2 separate regions of the Gossypium raimondii genome follow, and region 1 is linked to region 2. A link is a contact called in public Hi-C data. All regions are on one chromosome and are shown on one strand. Each heading gives the region's core, a stretch centred on a gene start, on an enhancer-like site or on the middle of the called end of the contact. The rest is flanking DNA. Distances are from core to core; before and after follow the strand shown.

The links. A called contact is a pair of places that touch in the nucleus more often than the background predicts.
Region 1: a Hi-C map of leaf shows a contact between it and region 2, with 2.4 times the contacts expected there. The contact joins the promoter of LOC105797346 here to the enhancer-like site in region 2. A contact is called at or near these places in 2 of 2 Hi-C or Micro-C datasets (both in leaf).

What each region holds. Positions count from the first base shown.
Region 1 is chr3:17,725,944-17,729,585 of ASM2569854v1, forward strand. LOC105797346 (serine carboxypeptidase 1) reads left to right here and starts at 1,962. Exons shown (of 8, transcript XM_012627333.2): 1 at 1,962-2,431; 2 at 3,482-3,589. The coding sequence starts at 2,056. It also overlaps the pseudogene LOC105795732.
Region 2 is chr3:17,560,342-17,563,911 of ASM2569854v1, forward strand. No RefSeq gene overlaps it. Among protein-coding and RNA genes, the nearest start is that of LOC128040299, 37 kb to the right of the region's middle. Within about 2 kb of position 1,905, the one cell type or tissue checked has open chromatin away from gene starts, as enhancers often do. A contact at or near this core is called in leaf, where this site is marked.

The sequences.
Region 1 (3,642 bases), core at 712-3,211, 170 kb after region 2:
TATATAGCCACGTAGTATTTTAATTGAAAAGTTAATGATATTAACTATTTGAACTAATTAGTAAAATTATAAAAATATATATATAAACACTAACTTATGTTAGAAATTAAATATAAAAATCAAATATTACATTTAAGCATTAGAAATATCAAAATTAAAAATAAATCATTTTATAAAATGAAAAAAAAAAAAAGAGTTGGTAGGTATGTAAATAAGTTTTATCTGAGAACAGGCTTTCCTTGGGCTATTATAATCTATAATCAACAATAATACATGCATGATAGCGTTTTGATGGGCAAGGCCTGGTTGCTCTTCAATTGGAAATGGAGCTATGATGGAACTTGGCCCATTTAGAGTAGAAAAAGATGGTAAAACCTTGCATCGAAATGAATACGCATGGAATAAGGGTGAGTTCTTGCATTACATAACCGCCAAATTATCAGGGGTTTCCTTGAAAATGAATCATTGACTAACATTTTGTGTGTTAATATGCTAACATCATCTTTTTAGAATCGCCTGCCGGTGTCGGATTCTCTTACTCAAATAGAACCTCAGACTATAAGTCAAGTGGAGATTTAAGAACTGCCCAAGATTCCTTACCTTTCTTGTTTACTGGCTCCAAAGATTTCCTGAATACAAAACCAGGGAATTTTTCCTGGCAGGAGAGAGTTATGCAGGCCATTATGTACCCCAGGTTGCTCACACTAAACTCCAAAATAATCAACACACCAATCAAACTATAATCAATCTAAAAGGAATTGCAGTAAGTTCCTGTAAGAATGTTTTTATATATTTATGTTGTCATGAAATGAATGTTAACAGGGGGGGTGTTATTGATGTATTAGATAGGTAATGCTTCAATTGATTTTGAAACAATTATGAGAGGAGCAGTGGATTTCTAATGGACGCACGCCCTTACGTCTGATGACATATACACTGGACTTGCATTGAACTGCGATTATTCTACTCTAAATTTATCATCCAAAGTTTGCTTAGGATTTGTGGATAAAGCAAATGATGCTGCTGGTAACATGTATGCCTCTATGCTCCCTTATGCAATTCCTCCTCAACTTCCACTTACCTTATATACCAAGTTGGTGAATAGAATGTTCCTAGTATTTTTTTTCCACTTCTGCTTACTGAGAATTAAGAAATAGGTTTCGGCTTTCCATTCCTGCTCGAAAAATTATATTCATTCCATTAACAGTTTTGCCAATCATTAAGGAAGTAATGGACAGTGGAATTCGGGTTTGGATCTACAAGTTAGTCATTTGACTTAGTCCAATTTCATAACCTTGGATAAAAACATTGATAGCTCATTAAACAAGAATCAAAGTTCAAAACTTTCTAATCAAGTTTAATGGTATTATGTCAGTGGTGACACAGATGGTGCCCTGCCTCTATTATGTAGCAAATATGCCATAAACAAACTGGGGATGCGCATTAAGACTGCCTGGTATCCTTGGTACATCCATGGGGAGGTAAGAGTTTGAACTGAATTTCACTAATCTAATTATTGCTATTAGAAAATGAATCAAAGGTGATCAAGCTAATCATCTAGCTGGTTTTTGTCAAGGTTGGAGGGTATGCTGTTGGATATCAGAACTTAACATTTGTAACAGTAAGAGGAGCTGGACATTCTGTTCCCAGTTACCAGAAAGCCTGGGCCCTGGTGCTCTTCTCGTCCTTCCTAAACGGAAAGCTTCCGCCATCTGCACGAAGGTTCGACCGTTGAGAGAATGATAAATGTATTTTGCTAATTGACATATCATATTAACCGGAAATGTAATGTTAACTTTGTAACCAAGGGTTGAATGTTGAAAACCACACTCACCAAATTTCAACGTGGGCTAAATTTCATTCCCAAACAACAATAGGAATACATATCAAGCTGGCCCCAGGCCCCAGTAGATTTGTTAGCAAGTGCATCAAGCTGTGACTTGGCTACAAAATGGAAAATTATCCTCTGCCAGTATAAATTAGCATCAATATTGGCTTGCATACATACTTAATACTATTAGAAGCTTGCATAAGCTCTTGAGTCCAGAGGCCACCATGAAAGTTACTATTAAATACTTGCTGCTTGTGTTGTCTTGCTACTTTACAACTTTCCTCATTTCATGCAAGGGAAACCAGATTGCCAATCTCAACAGGTTGATCGAATCTCGCAAATCTCCTCACCCTGAATCATGGGCTCTACTAAATGATCAAGAAGATAGTCACAACTCTCCAGTGTATGTAGGATCCCAGAAAGGGATGATGCAAAGTGATAAGATCAACGCACTGCCGGGACAACCTGAAGGAGTGGATTTTGACCAATATGCCGGCTATGTAATGGTAGACCCTATAGCTGATCGAGCGTTGTTCTATTATTTTGTGGAGTCACCACAAAATTCTTCCGACAAGCCTCTCGTTTTATGGTTAAATGGAGGTATCAAATTTATCTATACTTCTGAATCAACAGATAGGTATCGAGTTTATTTGCATGGGTATAGAAAATGTCATATTAAATCAAAACTGAATATGCCATAGCAATAACATCTGCCATTTACTGCATCACATGGTCTGCATATGATAAGCTTGAGTATATGCAAAAAAGAGAAGTATTTGCATACTCAACCTTTGGGAAATATGATTGTATAAAGAAGCTTGACGATAGTTTCAGTACAACACCGATGTAGAACTCCCATGTTTAACCTATCCATAGATCAAACCTTGATTAATCATTTCTGTAGAAAAAGCATCCATTTTGAAACAATAATAGTACTAGAAAAGTGTTTTTCCATCTGAAATCAATATCATCCTTCAGCTTTTCATAGAAACAAAGAACTTAGTGTAGGACCATTTCACTGTTGCGAACCAGAGCACTTCAAATTCACGCTGCCCTGCATGTTACAACAGTCCACACGCATGGTAGAAATAAGGGACCTAGAATCTTCAGTTTTCCAACTTGCAAGGACCAGCAAGTTGTGTGATAGGCTGGTTGACTGAGTCCAGCCAGGTAGGGAGCCCACTTTACTAAGAATATCCCATTGGACTCTTTTATGTTCAAACAATAGCTACTGCTTTTCCACAAGAAAAGTTGACTAGTGATATAGTCTTTGTCCCGAAGCTTAATCATGAACCAGACATCATTGAGACATAATTCAGTGGGATCCCACCACTAATTAAACTAATTGAGCGGATTTCATGGCATGGACTGCCTTTGCTTGGATATTTCTTTCCACTTGATATAGACTTCTTTTTGAACCTGTACAAACACGTGTCATTTATCCTTCCCTTGTTTTTCCTAGTTTGTATCACTGAACAAGAACAGTTCAAGCAGTAAAGGAAAAATTAAAACAGAACAGCATATACTTTATTCATCAGCTCAGGCAACTAGATACTGAATTGTAACTTTAGGGAAGAATCCATCTATAACCTAATATATAGACATGAGGGGAGAAAAACAGAAAAAGGATTGATTGACTATGATGTACAGGTCCAGGGTGTTCATCGTTAGGATATGGAGCCATGCTAGAACTTGGACCTTTCAGAGTAAACAAGGATGGAAAAACGCTTTACAGAAATGAATATGCATGGAACAAGGGTACATGAAGTCTCTTCTAAGTTTGACAACACCATAACTTGTTCTCTTGAATT
Region 2 (3,570 bases), core at 655-3,154:
CCACTAATTAAGATAAAAGAAACCCATACCATTAACCCAACCTTGTAACTCACTTTAGCTTAAATTTTATGAAAGCACTTGTAAATTAATTAAAAATAAATAAATGAAGCTCGTAATTGAAGATCACAATATTTGGGTCTTAATTGAAAGTAGCAACTCATTAAGCCATTGAAATTAATTCTTTTTGTACAAGCTTGTAACAGTTCTTTTAATGGTGGTGGCATGGCTGCTAACGCGGAAAATGATAGACATAAAAATAAGTGGGGTTTTCAAAAGGAATCTTAATTAGTTTTTAATTATTTTAAGGAATTTTTAGCATTTAAGCATAATTTTTTAAAAAATCTAAAAGATTCTAAACGTTATGGAAATGAAAAAAAATACAAATAATATGAAAAGAACTCTAAAAATATTTAAAATATAAAAATTAGTAAAAAATTAATGCAAGTAAATGGTTTATTTTGTTTGATTGGTGCATCCGTAAATGTTGTTCATAAATGTTGGCTTATGCATCACCTTAAGTTATTTCTTTAAAACCAAAACCAAATAAATCAATACAATGAGATATCTCTAATATTTGTGTTTTGAAATCATGTTTAAATTTTTTTTATCTTAGTTATATTAGCTATAAAAAAGTTTAGATTTTATTTTAGATGCAATAGTTGAATAATTATTTTGTTATATAAAGAGATTTAAGTAAATGTAAGTGAAAAATATGTTAGATTGATTTTTTTAATTTTTAAAAGTTTTCAATTTTTAATTTTTAGATATTTTAGAAATTTAAGAGTTCTTTATTTTTTAGTTTTTTTGTTAGATTTTTCATAATACCTGTTTTTAAATTTTAACAGATTTTTAGATTTTCTTAGAATTTTTAGCTTTTTTGTTAAATTCTTTTAAAATCTCAACAATTTTTTATAATTTTAGAATCTTTCAAATTTATAATTTTTAATAATATTTTACCATCTTTATAAAAAAAGAAATATAGAGAAAAATAAACAAGATCATGGGGGCCTTCCATAATTTTTAGAATCGTTTTTTTAAATTGACTTAAATGTTAGAAATTAATGATTTATAAGATTAATTAAATCAATTCAGAAATTAATCAAAATTAACAATTAATTGAAATTAATTTTTTATAAAAAAATTTTGACAATCCCTTAATTAATGACCTGACAACTAATGTGATAAATAATATGTGTGATCCCATTTCAATTTTCATAATTTTTTTTACTTCTTTTTTCTACTAATTTCAGACCGGCCACATTCATTCTACTTGATGATCTCCCCACTAGATTTTCTTAGAACCCATTTTTCTTACAAGTAGCATAACCATCAAATCCTACTCTAAAGATTCCATTGACTTATACAGATTTCCTAAGTGTTCCATAAATGGGAAATGGGTTTCTCTTTTTAGCTCTAGACTAGCTCAAATCCTCCATCGCAATTTCTTTGGCATGATCACAAGTTGCGGCCGATTGAGTCCATTTCTGTTGGATCCAACTGTGGTTATTGGGTGACAAAGAACTTCCTCAACTCGAGGAGCCAAGGGGCAACCCCTCCTTTCAGTCGTGTGGAACAGTGAAACTGATAAGTGAATAAGTGGACGGAAACTTTTGAGAACCATACAACATCATTACATTCATTTGACTTCAATATCCTTCTCTCCAGGAGCATAGTTTTTAGACAGTAATGGATACATTACGGGGCCTTATTGGAGTCTTGTGGGGCTCCAAGGCGTATACACCTTCCTTTTACTGGTAAAAAGCTTCGAAAATGCAGCGCGCACTTGGTCACGATCAATAACACTTTTAGTAACGCACACATCCCCTCTTGTTATACCCTTACCCGGTGTGGAATCGTGGCACCGTGCAGGGCTATCTCGAAAGCATCTGTGGATGGCCCTATGCCTTTCTTGTGACCAGCCACTCGGACATCTCGTTGCCGTCATTATACCACCCGCTATTTTGCCACCCATGGAGATTGTTTACAAGTTGTCTCAAGTCACGTCACTTTATAACCCACCTTTCGACTAGGGGAGGGGACAATTGTTATACCCCTATCTGTCGTGGACACATGGCACAACGAAGAGCTATCTGAAAAGTACCTGTGGATGGCCTTTTACCTCACCTTGACCTGTGGCCAGACACCCGAATATCTTGTCTCTCATAAGACACTCATTGTTAGGTTACCCGCTTTTATTGAGAACACCTTTACTATCAAAAGAGACCAATGAGATATAACAATTTTGTACTACATCAGCAAGGAGAATTACAGAGTAGTATCGTGCTTGACGAAAACTCACGTATAATGGTCTTACCACCGACTGATTGCACGACCACCATGTCTCAAATTTACCAGTAACATGACATTACTGTCCACGAGATTTCCCTCCCTATAAGTACTCTATTTATGAGGAAAGGATTTTCTTCCCCATCAACAACCTTAAAAGCCTTCCTCAACACTCTCAGCACTCTATCTCCTTCACCTACAAAGTATCCTCCTCTCTCACCCTCCTACTTATTTGACTCTCCGTTTGTGTAGATGAATCAATCTCCTTTACCTCACATCTCTATATTTCATCCCTTACTGATTTTTTGCATCAATGACTCTAAATTATTGTCCTATTTTAATCATGATTTGATTATTTCTTAATTAATGAAAACCTGTATAATGCACTCCTCGGTGGGATTTTCAATTTCCTCACTGCCGTAGTGGCTTATAATTTATGTTGGTTCAGTTCATTCAGTTGGAAACAATGTGCTTTATACACTTGTAAGGTAAAAAGAAAGAACATGACATTGGCTCCCAAAGATCGAATTTAGATCTGCTGCATACTAACTTTTAAGAATGACACAACTCAGCAGATGAATAGGCTTGAAAAGTTTTGAGGCACAACAATTTAATTTGGTTTTTTTCCCATTTTTTGTTCTTCGATAACAAAAATTTTAAGTTAGTATCATTTTTTATATTTTTATTTACCTTCTAGTTTCAGTTAACCATTCTCAGGTTGTGAAAGTTGATTTTGATTTATAATCATTATTTATATTAATTAATAAGGTGAGTGTTTGGTATACCTTTTTTTTTCTTAATATTTTACTAAACACTATAAACTACTTAACCATTTAATCTTTACCGTGAAGTCTAAAAACTCCGTTGATAATATTCCCTAATTAATAATATAATTAACCTTTTCTCTATACATGTATAACTTCAACTTTGTTACATCTACCACGTGAACTATGATGCATGAACAGTAAATTCATGAACTTTTGAAGGCTATTTCAAAGGAGCAAATAGAAACAAAGTCAAGTATTTATTGGTTGTATACCAGAAATATCTCTTTCAACTACCAAATTATCTGCACCGCCATTTGACAAGGTAATGTTTTCGATCACATCATGGTATTGTGATCGTAGATATAATAAATATTATCACAGTCAATATCAGGTTTGATTCATCCTAATTATCAATAGTTTAATTTAACCTTTTGAAAACAAAATTTTTAATTTTGATCCCTAAAATTTACTATATTCTTTGCTTCTCCATCATACATAGTAATTCCAACATAGAAAA